2 separate regions of the Gossypium hirsutum genome follow, and region 2 is linked to region 1. The links are chromatin contacts, called in public Hi-C maps. All regions are on one chromosome and are shown on one strand. The core of a region is the stretch at or near the end of the contact, and the rest is flanking DNA. Distances in the headings are between cores, read along the strand shown. Region 1 has its middle 3.8 kb from the start of LOC107929456. Region 2 has its middle 39 kb from the start of LOC107929448.

Region 1 (6,876 bases), core at 950-3,449:
TTAAGAATTGTAACATTTGGATTCCTAATAACTCAAAATTTTGAAATAAATAGAGGACTAAATTGGAAGAGACTACAAGTCGGTGGCCTTTATTAAAATAAATGAAAACTTGGAAACTAAATTAGACATGGTTTAGAACCAAACCTGGTTCAATTAGGATGGAACATATCGATTCCTTAGTGGGAGACATAATATTTAGCTATTGACGGTTCCCCTAAGGTTGGTAATAGCGCGAGAAGGGCTATAAATAGATAGAATATGGTTTCTAAGGGATGATTTTCTTCTCGACTTAGTCTCACTGTCTCTTTTTCATCAACTTCTTGGGTAGCTTGAGGAAGGAGGCTATGGAAGGTTCTGCTTGGAGCAGACTTCATGAGAATGGAGATGGAAAAGTAAGAAAACCAGCGAGCAGGTAAAGTTCTTAATGCTTCTATATACATAATGATAAGGACATAAATTTATGGACTATAGAACCATTTTAAAGGTTCTGCCATGAGAACGGAAGCTCTGGAGATCGAAAAGGCTAAGCTGTGGAAAGAATGAAGTTTTAGGTAAGTTCTTAACTCCAAACATGTTTTTATGATCCACGCTGTTTAAGTATGCCATGTTTGGATCAACATGAAGCATGATGATATGTACATGCATTGTATGACTGTGGGGAAAACCATCATGGTTTAGATTAAGCTTAGAAGTGAGTTTTCTACAAGATTTTAACAAGAAAATAAATTAGGTAGTGAAGATTTTTTATTGGATTTGAGAGAAGATGAGAAAAATTAAAAGGAAAAGCTTTTCTTATTACTCTAAGGAAGGTGGACGACACAAAGAAGAAAGATGATGCCTTTCTTCATTTTTCTTTCTTTTATTCAAATAAATTTTAGTCAAAGTCACATAAATTTTAATCAAAGCCAAAACCAAAATTTAAATGAATGCCTCGTAATTTCCATGAATTAAAAACTTCAAATATATGGCCATTCATTTTCCCATCTTTTCATAAATAAAATAAATTCTACAATTCTCATTATAAAACTCTTGAAAAGTCCCAAAATTATTTATTGGAAAATTTGCACTTTTAGCTCCTTTCCAATATCACTTCACTTAATTATACCAAATATTACACTTAGCACATTAAATCTTCACATAACATCAATGTTAAAACTGCATTTTAATCCTTTCTAAGGATGCCAAAGATAGAAAATTAGTACTTTGTTCCGTGCACTTTTCATTTTATTCAATTTAGTTTAACCTCGCTTTTCTTGATACAAGTACATTTTCCATGACATCTTAATATCAATATTATCTCCAGGATTCAAACCTATATTCTCTTTTTAGGAGTACAATGTGATTTATCACTACACCCAATATTCATTAATGAAAAAAACTCCTTACATTGTTTCCATGTCTTAGTTGGCATTAGCTTGAGGTTCAAACCTCAACAATCACCTTCGCTATCTTTAGGGAAAAAAAACATATTTTGAAAGGAAATTTAGTTGAAAGATAGATCTTAAAAGCAAATTTAAATTTAAAAATAAAAAATCTAAGGATTTGTTTAGTTTTAGGGAACAAATGCTATTTTTGTTTTTGTTTTCTTAAAAGATACAAATAAATACTAAAGAAAACGTGTTTAGTTAAGAATTTTAAAAATAATATTTGAATCTTAGAAAGTAATAAAAATTTGTTTTCATTGTTTTCAATAAAATATTTTTTGAACTAAAAAATATTAAAGGTGAGGAATTTTTTTACTTTGAGTTTATGAATTAGCCTTTGTTGAAACTTACATAAATGCAAAAATATTTTTTTAAACAATCCATATGAATGTAATAATTCATGTTTCTATTATTAAAAAAAAACTACTGAAGATTATTCATATTTTTATTACTAAAATTTTATTTCTATTTAGTAAACATATTTTTCTTATTTTAAAAATAAAATAAGAAATAAAGTTTCCAAAAAAAAGAAAAAAGAAAAGATGTTCCATTATAAAGAGAAAAAAGAAAGGAAGGGTCAAAGTTGAAACATAGTAATTATGGTTGGTATTTTCGAAAATGTAAAAACTGAACGAGTAAGTGAGTTTAAAAGAGACTAGAGATAATTAATACTAATAATGCAATTCCAATGAGAAGGTGGAAAATAAGTGGGTGGGGCCCTCCCCACCAAAAAAGGGAAATTCAGCAAAACGACGCCAATGTGGCCACTAAAGGCTAGGAGTGCGTGCCACGTGTCGACTTCCTAACTCCCTTCACTATACTACATTACACATTACAAATTACTACCACTATTCACACATTACACAATCATTCACTATCTCATCTCCCCTTTATTTTTTTTATTAACCAATTTGTTTTTTTTTATTTCATATGAAAAAATTATTTACGGAAATGTGCATGTAATTATTTAAAAATATAACATATTATTTTAAATTCTAAAATACATCATACTTCCATGTATTAATATTTCATGACATAAATTATATGTTTTAAGTATAAAAATTTAGAGTTAAAATTTTTTTAACTATAAAAAATAATTTATTTGGAGTCATAAAAATTTAAACCCATATTTAAATTTTCTCTTTGTCTAATCTAACTTTGTGTTTTTGTATTTTCTCTGATTGTTTTATTAATAGTTGAAACATAATATATAAATATTTCTTACATCTAAATTACGAATTAAATTATTCAATATAAATTTATATTTCAAGAATTAGAAGTCAAATACAATGACAAATAATTAAAGAAAGGAACTACAAAATTAGGAATTAATATCATAGAGTTTTTGATGTTTGTATAAAAGTGGTAATCTCATTTTCTCAAACAAAATTACTATTGCATTATATATAAAATAAATAATTTATTTATGAAGAAAAAATATTTGAGTAAAACTAATAATTAAAGCTTTTATAAAATTTAATTATAATTTTATTTTTATTATTAAATTCAGGTTTGGGTTTTTCAAGTTCGAATTTTTGTACTTTTTTTATCAAATTGGGTTTAAAACAAGTTCAAACTCGAGTTTTTCGAGCCAGTTTCTTTGGCTTGAGCCTATTTTTTGCCACCTTTAGAGACATCTCTTTTAATTAAATTATATTTTTTAATTTATTTATCTTAAAATATTATTTTTAGTAGGTGGTGTCACCGTGACAGGAGAGACCGCCTTTTGCTGTTCATTTCAACCCATTCTCGTAAATAATTTTTTTTCCACCCAAATTCATAAATATTTTTTTGTATTATTTTTAAAAAAAATCTTAGTCTTTGTATTTTTGTTTCTAAGAGATCAGCTTCTCTACTTTTCAGATTTTAAAATTTAAGTTTAATTGTTAACACAGTTAGTTGTCTTTTTATTAAATTTTTTGGTGTGACATTTTCAAGTAAAAAAATACTCTCTTAGTAGCAATGTAATTAAAATTGACACCTAAATTTAATAAAGTAATATTAACAATGCTAACAATTGGACATAAATTTTAAAATTTTAAAAAATAAAGAATCTAAAATACTAAAAATAAAAATATAAAAATTAAATTCTAAATTTACAAAAAAATATAAAAACTCATAACATATTTTAACCTCTAATTACATACTACCAAATTCATATTTTTCTATAAAAGTTTTGGTAATTATGGTGTTGATTGCATTCTGAGTTTGTTTTTCAATTAATGATCACCGTAATCAAGCACCAAATTTTTATTGGCATTGAGGGAGCTTTTACTGAATTTTAAAAATTTAATCTCCCACAGATACTGAAAAGCCTTTTATCTAAATGTAAATGTAACTTTTAAATAAAAAAAAATGGACGTCCTAAGTGCAAATGTCCTCACGAAAACAAGAGCTCCTCCACCAAAAGAAAAACACCCAAACGCACTCTTATTAAATAATTGTTAATCATGACATCCATTTGATGTGTGCATCCTACTCATCATATATATATATATATTTTCTAAAAAAGAGTTACAGCTTTAATTAGATTAAATAAAAAGTAAGTGATATGTAAGAGGAAAATAAATTATGACATCTCAAAAAATGGACACGAATTAATAGTAGGAGGTGCAAAGATGGAATGCGATTTCGATGGATTGTCTTGTCAAAAAAGTCGAGCATATAATAATATAATGAAGATCCTGTTATTTTGATGCGATTATTGATGGTCTGACTATATATTAGATGATATAATTTGACAGTCATATTTATTTTTTATTAGGTTAGGGTATCTCTCCATGGAACAACACTCCCATCACAAAAAGTAGTAGGTTTCATAGAATATTATTAATTAATAATAAATAGTTGATAATTTTTTATATGTGGTAGTAAATTAACTGATTGAAATAGAAATTTAGCATCCAGGAAAATTAACGTAGAAAAGCAGAGAGAATCAATGTCCAAGATGGAACTTTTGAAAGAATAAAAGGGAATGAAATGAATTAAGAATATGTATAGGATAACAGAAAGGGGGCACTTGCTACAAGAAATACCTATACATTAATTAAAATAATATTTTATACCACACTCTATTTTTGTATTAAGAGTTAAATTATATTTTATTCTTTATATTAAAATAAATTAATTAATTAATTTATGTATATTAAATTTTTTCTATTGAAAATTTTATCTATTTATATTATTAAAATTTACATAAATGACAGAATAACCAAATTAAATTTTACAGTAAAAATAAATAAAAATTTCAAAAAAAAAAACCTTTATAAGAAAACCCTTATAGAGCCTTTATGAAAAAGAAAACCCTCATGCATACATATATAACAAATATGCAAGTTGGGGAGGCAGAAAGGGGGTGCACTCAATCCTAGAAATGATGCCCACAAAGACAAAGTCGAGTAGCCAAAGAAACTCGCCCCCTCTTGGCTCCACACCCATGCCCTAGCTCAGTGCTCTCTGCAACTTAACAAAATTAATTATTTATTTATATAAAATAAGGGATGGTAATTGGAAGCCGTTTGATGGGGGGGAGGGTGTTTTTCTTCTTTAATCATTTCTCTTTTATGATAAAGAAGAAAAAAATAGGTAATTAGAATATTAGACAAAGACTTTGCTAAACATCCAACTGATTATATATTATTAAAACATGCAAAGTGATATCGAATTTCGGCGATACGAATGTTTAAAAATCAATACAAAGAGCAGTTATCGGAAGAATCCCTTTTTGATTTGATTTCCTCTATAAAACAAGTTGAATTCACTTAGAAAAAATCAGCATTAGCAAAATAGCACAATTTCCTGGCCATAGCCTGCCTATTTACGAATTATACTAAGAAAAAGTAAAATTGATTCCCCGGCCCCAATAGACGTATGGATATACCCTACGCTGTGGCCGTGAATGTAACGCAGCATCTGCTAAAGTTTTGACTCCGGTTTTCGTTAGTTTATATGTGAAAAGAGGAAATCGAATTAAATTTCGCTCGTACCAATATTATCATCTTTCATATAAAAAAGACTTGTGGTGGTGACTCTTCGAATTCAATAGACAAATTTTCAATGCATACAAAATAATAAGGATAGTACCACTCGCATTATTATACAATTGTTTACCTTTACTCTTTCCAAATATCCTCACTTATAACTAAATAAACTCTTAAAATGAATTAAGTAAAATAATAATGAATATCTACGGAATAAAATTTTTACCAAGATGAAAGTTAATAATGAATATCTATAATAATAATAATAATAATAATAAGTAATTAAAAAAAAAAAAAACTTACCGCCGCGTTAGACACCAAAATTTTGGCTGGAGCATCATGCACCAGGAAAGAGAAAGCATCAACAGTTAGAATCTTTTTTTACCAAGTTATCTTCATTTTCTTTATTCATTTTTAATCTCCATTCGGGTGTTATAAAAATGCATTTTTAATATTTTTAATATTAATTAATATTAAAATAAATATTAATAAAGGATATAATAATTTATTGTTTTTTTTATAAGATATAAATTTTGGTTTTATAATAATATAATAAATAAATTCTATATGAAGTATTTATAAATAAGTAGATAAACAAATAATAAAAAATTAATTGTTTATTGATAAAAATATTATTTTAACATAAATAAAAATTCAATATATATGATTTTATATGGAATATAATTATTTGTTTTAAATATGTAATTTAAAATTTAATGCTCTCAATAGTTATTTTCTAATTAAAACATGGTCCAATTAGTTGTTGTAAGATGAATTTTGATAGAATGTTCTAACACCATTATTGAAGTAATGATAATCTATATGGGCATTATTTATTTTGTTTTAGAAAAATGAAAAACTCTAATATCATCTGCAGACTTAATGTTGCCAAAGGAATTTATTTTTGTATGTATATTAGACTCGCTCAAAGTTGTGTTGAATCAAACAGTTTGCAGCAGTACTATTATCTTTCAGCTCTGACACCACCATTCACAAGAGATTTTCAAGAATAAAGGTTTCGTTAATTAAGTTCAAAATCAAACTCCAATGAAAGATTTCGAATCTAATACGAGAATGGAAAGCTCCAAATAGCTGCATTGATAGAATATCAATGTTCATAAATCTATACAAAGTGAAATGACAAAATTCCCAAGTTATATGACTGACTGCCAGACACACAGGGTGACATTCTCGGCAAGACAAAGAACATAAACTCGAAAGAGTTAAGTGTAAGACTGCGAGAAATGGTGGGGGAAGCACCACCATCAATTTCATTGTCTTTTATTGTACACTGCATCACAGAATTTTAAGAAGAAATTCAGAACCCAACAAAAATGGCGTTTTCTGTATTTGTGGTACTCTTAGACCTTTGTTGTTTTACTATATTTGGCAATGTTTGGATCTTCCACTTGCTTCACTATATGGCAACTTTTTCATGTAAAATGGTGCATGCACGGAATGCGTCATAATTT
Region 2 (5,912 bases), core at 3,155-5,654, 49 kb before region 1:
ACTTGCAACATAAAAATTCCATATTTTTCTTCAATTTCACAACTTTACATTTTAGTCCCTAAATCATGTTTTCATCAAAAATCACTTTGTAAAAGTTTTTTTATCTATCAACAACCTTTCATTTTCTACCATAAATTTCTAATTTTCAGCATATACATCCATGACCCATTTTCCATACTTTGATAACTTTTCAAATTGATCCCCCAAATAGATAGATTAAGCTATCCCGGTTTCAAAAATATCAAAATTACTAAAAACGGGCCAAGGAAACTTACCCAATTTGGCCATGAAAGTTTCTTCTCTCTTCCTAGGGTTTCCATGTATTATTTTTGGAAATAATATGATAAAAATTATTTTTATTTCTATTTAATAATTTATCATCTTTTAATAATTTTGATTTCCAATTTAGTCCTTAGCCTTTTTCTAATTTTCCATGGATGAATCATCCAAAAATATGTACTAACTTTTCTTTAATGGTCTAATTACCATATAAGGACCTCAAGTTTTGAATTCCATAGCTATTTAATCCTTCTAGCTATTACAATTCAACTTTTGCATTTTATGCGATTTGGTCCTTCTCGTAATTGAGCACATAATCGATAAATTTTTCTTATCAAAATTTTCACATGTCATTTCTATCATATTATGTACCATATAATAAAATAAAAATAAATTTTATTTTCGGCTCGAATTTGTGGTCTCGAAACCACTATTCCAATTTTACGAAATTTAGGCTGTTACAACTCTCCCCCTTAAAGAATTTTTGTCCTCAAAAATTTTACCAGTAAAGAGATTTAAACATTACTTTATTATAGCTTCCTCCAGTTCTTAAGGATGTTTGGTAGTTAAGAGATATCTTTAGGAAGTAGGTATTGATTTTTAAGAAACATTTAGCCCACTTGTGAAACCAACAACGATTCGAGTGGTCTGAACATTGGATGTGAAGTTTGGATGGTAGATAAGGCAAGTGGATATCAACAATGCGTTTCTTAATGGCAACTTGTCTGAAGAAATTTATATGGTTCAGCCTTCTAGTTTTGAGTAGTAGCATGGTGAACAACCTTTGGTGTGCAAATTGAAGAAAGCACTGTGTGGTCTTAGATAGGCTTCCAGAGCATGGTTCTCCAAGCTAAGAGATTTCTTGCTTGCTTCACAGTTTGTTTTGGCTAAGTCAGATGGTTCTCTTTTCATTAGGAAAGCTGAGGGTGTGCTTCTCTATGTCCTAGTGTATGTGGATGACATCATTGTCACTGGAAATCATCAAGGTAGCATAGATAACTTTGTTTCAACCTTTGATTCCCAGTTTCCATTAAAAGATTTGGGGCCTCTAAGTTACTTCCTTGGTATTCAAGTAACAACTACCACTGATAAGTTGTTTCTAAGTCAGCATAAATATGTTCTTGATCTTTTCAAAAAGGCTCTAATAGATCAGACAAAAGGATGTCCCACACCCATGGCCACTTCAACAAACTTGTCTTAACATGTTGGTAGTGCAATAAAGAATGAATCTGAATATAGAAGCATTGTGGGTCTCTTCAGTATGTGGTCATCACCAAACTTGACATTACTTTTATTGTCAATAAGGTTTATCAATTCATGCATAAGCCTCTTGACCAGTACTTCAAGGCTGTAAAACGTATTCTCAGGTATCTTCAACACACTGTGGACTATGGACTTTACTTTACAAAAGTTGTCAACTTGGATTTGGTTGGTTATTTGGATGCAAATTGGGGAACTGATGTGGATGATAGGAGGTCTACTACAGGATTTTGTGTGTTCCTTGGGAGTAATCCTGTGGCTTGGAAATCCAAGAAGCAACAAATTATCTTCAGGTTGACTACAGAAGCTGAGTATAGAGGGCTAGCTCACCCTGTTATAGAAATGGTCTGACTAGAGTCTCTGTTGTCTGAGTTGCATGTTTCTACCTCAAGAAAGACAGTAATGTGGTGTGATAACTCAGGAACAGTTAATGTATCTGCTAATCCAGTGTTGCACTCGAAGTTCAAGCATGTCGAGTTAGATTTGTTATTTGTTTGTGAGAAAGTTGCCGCTAGAAAGCTAAGTGTGGGGCATGTTCCAGTATAGGAACAAGTAGCAGATGTGTTTCCCAAACCTTTATTAGCCCCTTTATTTGCAAAATTTAGATCTTATATTAAAGTTGTTGCAAAAGTTTGAACAAACAACAACTATTAAGAGTAGTTCCATGATGAAGGCATGTTAAGGAATGAAAATTGTAATAGCAGTTAGCAGTTAGGGCTTGCCAGTTAAGGTTGTTATAATTAGTTATCAGGTGACAAATTGTGTTTAAATACCATGTCTTGGTATTCAGTTTTATAAAATAATATTGAACTTTTCCCATCACTATGGATTGTGCTCTTGTTCACTTGAGTTCTTTGTATGTTTCTCATTAGTTTATATTCGTTTATTAAGTTAAATAAACGCATATGAACAAAATTTTTATGTTTTTTTAATAAAAAACGAACATGAACAGAGGTGTGTTTGATTCGTTTATGTTCACGAACAAGTTCGTTTATTGACTCGTTTATGGCTCATTTATTTATTAACAATATTTTCTTATAAAAATTCCATTAGTATATATTAATAAAATTATATTGGTTTGTATTTTTTTCATTTATATATAATTATTAATATTTATATTTGACTATTTTATATCAAAACAATATATGTGTGTGTATGTATATATTTATTAATTGTTTGTTTGTTTATTATTTTTTAACATTGTTCGTGAACATGTTCGATTAAGTTAAATGAACATGTTCGTAAACATTAAACAAAGAAACATGAACACACATAATTTTAAATAAACAAACATGAACAAAAATTTAAAATTATTAACAAACACAAACTAAACACGAGCAAGCTTAAAAATAAACAAACGAACATAAACAAAAATTTATTCATTCAAACTCGATTCCTTTACGGCCCTACCTAAAAGTAGAAGTGACTTCCTGCATTATTTTGTCTAGCTTTTTAAGAGTTTTTCTTGTTTCATTTTATGAAACTCCTAAAAACTCCCGGTTAAATTTTTATTTATGAGTGAAATTAAAAGTTTATCTTTCTTTTTTTTCCACTCATGGTAACTTTTTTTTAATACTTTTTGGTAGATTAAAATTTTCTTTTTCATCATTATAGTTTCTTTTGGTTCCATTAAAACATATTAAGAATTCATATAAAAGGACCGGACATCACCACAAAAGATCAAGAGCTAATTGCATAGGTAAATACACTTTCTAAGTCATTTTAACAATTCAATTAGTCAACATTATAGGGGAAAAATGGTTAAGATTCATTCTTGATTCCCTAATGACTAGGGTTTGTTGATGTAATTCTTTTTCTCTTAATTTGTAGCTTGACTTTATATATATATATATAAAACCCAAATTAACAGCCTAATTAGCCTTCACTATCAATTAACTGAAAAATGCCATTTTATATTCGACGTTGACAACATACTTGAAACAATTTAGCTTATACCATGTCGTTTTGATCCCAGTATCCTGATCCACCTTAGTATTGGTCCTGGGAGGTTTCTTGGACTTCTTACTCCTAGAGACTATAGCCTTCAGAAGGTAAAGTCATAGGTTTTTGTCAGGTTCCATAGACAGCGTCAATTTTTATAACAATATAGTTATACAAGATGTTGGACAATCTAAAGAGGAGAGTTCAGACTATAAATAGTGTAGAAATTAAAGCCACTAAAATGTGTGGTCATATGGTATGTAATGTGGAGAGTCACTAAAAATAGTGATTTAAAAGAAATTAAAATGGTACTTTTGCAAAGTATTGAGTGTGGCTTTTAATATTCATGCCTTGATATTGAAAAGGGATATTTATATAGTGAAATAGGTTTGGCATGCATCTTAACTATTAAGTTTTTTATTCCGTAAGTGCAGGTGATCATAAAGTTAGTCAAAAATATTGTTGAGTCAACTGGAAGGGATTAGATAAAACTTTGGTGTTAGAAATTTGACCTGTTATGACGAAATGTATGTATTCCCGTAAGCGTAAGTGTAGCGAGATATAGTAGGAGAAGGGCATAAGACATACAAAACTATATTCAACAAATAACATTCATATTCTAAACAGAAAGCATGAAAAGTGGGGATTATGCGGCCTCCTAATATATTCTACTGTATAAAATTATAATTTCCAAGATGGGTAGAGACAGCAGAACCCACACTACCACGCGTGTGCTTCCTTGTGTTTTCCCATTTTTTTATGGTTTCTTTTACTTAGGGTTGCAACCCCACCCACTTATTCTGCATCAACTCCAACATAAATTTTTTTAAAATTATATAACTTCATTTTTCGTATATTTAAAATCATTACATCACTTGGGCATAAGAATAATTGTAAGAAAAGGCATGATTGCTGAAATGATATATATGAAAATAGTACATATATTTGAAATTGATGGGTTGCTCATTGTGTGTGAAATATATAGGATGGGGGTGAGAATGAAATAAATAAATAAATGCAGCTCTTTGGTTGTTCCCAAGTTGTAAGTGGAAAAATTATGATAATCGAAATGATTTTGTGGCTTGAAAATCTTTGCCATCAATATCATATATCTATGCTTTTTTGTCCCTTTATTATTAAGCTCCCAAAGCACGCGCATTAGCCATTTTAGCCACCACTAGCTACTCTTTTCTCTTCCTCCCACCCACGTATGAATATTGGATCAAACTTCAGTTTCACCAAAACCTATTTTTCTTAAATTTTAAAATAAAATATATTACGCCTTTAAATGACTGTGAAATAGATTATTTCAGTCCACTCATTTTTTTGCTAGGAATAGTTGATTCTCTTAATGAAGTCAAGTAAGTAATACACTCATCTTGATATTTTGTAGCTTCCATTCTAAATTTGGCAATTAATATATATCAAAGATGTTGCAAGTTGATCACATCTTGGCCTGTAAGATAGCAATTGGGAGAGATATTTATATATTGCATGTATAGTTCGATCCTTTTTTTTTTTTTTCTTTTGTCATAAATCAAATGATGGTGTAACAGCAAAAGTCATTATCCTGAATATTTAATAAAAGAATGCAAATAGTACAGAATCCAAAAACATGATCTTCGTCAAATTAATTCCAACGTCTACTTTTATATAACAAAGTTATTATTCATCAAATTTTGCGATAATAATACTTATTATTTTTTTGTTTATTATATTCTGGGTAAAGTTTTTAGATTTTATAAGTAAGTTAATAGTTGATAAGTGTCTTGTAGGAGTATAAATATTTGGTACATTTTTAATTCTTTAATATTGTTTATGGAATAAAAAAAAGTACACTATCAATATACTAAATATTAATTCAGTAAAATATTAAAAAAGGACACACATGACAATTTTTAGGACTACTTGCGGGATAAAAAAATACATTCTCAGTATATCAAATACTAACTCAATAAAATATTAAAAATAAATATTAAAAAAAAAACACTTGACAATTTTTAGGACTGCTTGTGAAATAAAAAAATATAATATCAGTGTACCAAATATTAACCATTTTTTTTATTCATAGGAAGGAATCCAAAAACATTTTAAGGGGGAGTTTTGATTTTTAGAATATAAAATTATCTATGTTAATAGAATTATCTAAATATTAAATTATGATAAACGATTTATTTATACCGGTGTAAAAGTCAAGTAATTTTACACATTTTCATAACTTTTTCTTTGATTAATATTTTAACAATTCAATCGTCATATTTTATGTTCCATTTATATAAATTATGCATGTTATATTTTGAGTAAATTAAAAATGCCTAACTCTATGTTTTATGTAAAAAAAAATTGAATTGTTAAACATATATATATTAATAAAAATAATATTTTAGATCAATATGATAGATATATTCGATCAATTTGAAAATTTATATACA

What was found. A called contact is a pair of places that touch in the nucleus more often than the background predicts.
Region 2: a Hi-C map of hypocotyl shows a contact between it and region 1, with 2.5 times the contacts expected there. The contact joins two enhancer-like sites. A contact is called at or near these places in 10 of 34 Hi-C or Micro-C datasets (callus, cotyledon, fibers and 4 more).

What each region holds. Positions count from the first base shown.
Region 1 is chrA08:110,345,969-110,352,844 of Gossypium_hirsutum_v2.1, reverse strand. No RefSeq gene overlaps it. Among protein-coding and RNA genes, the nearest start is that of LOC107929456, 3.8 kb to the right of the region's middle. Within about 2 kb of position 2,199, at least 3 of the 9 cell types and tissues checked have an H3K27ac peak or open chromatin away from gene starts, as enhancers often do. A contact at or near this core is called in hypocotyl, where this site is marked.
Region 2 is chrA08:110,397,968-110,403,879 of Gossypium_hirsutum_v2.1, reverse strand. No RefSeq gene overlaps it. Among protein-coding and RNA genes, the nearest start is that of LOC107929448, 39 kb to the left of the region's middle. Within about 2 kb of position 4,404, at least 2 of the 9 cell types and tissues checked have an H3K27ac peak or open chromatin away from gene starts, as enhancers often do. A contact at or near this core is called in hypocotyl, where this site is marked.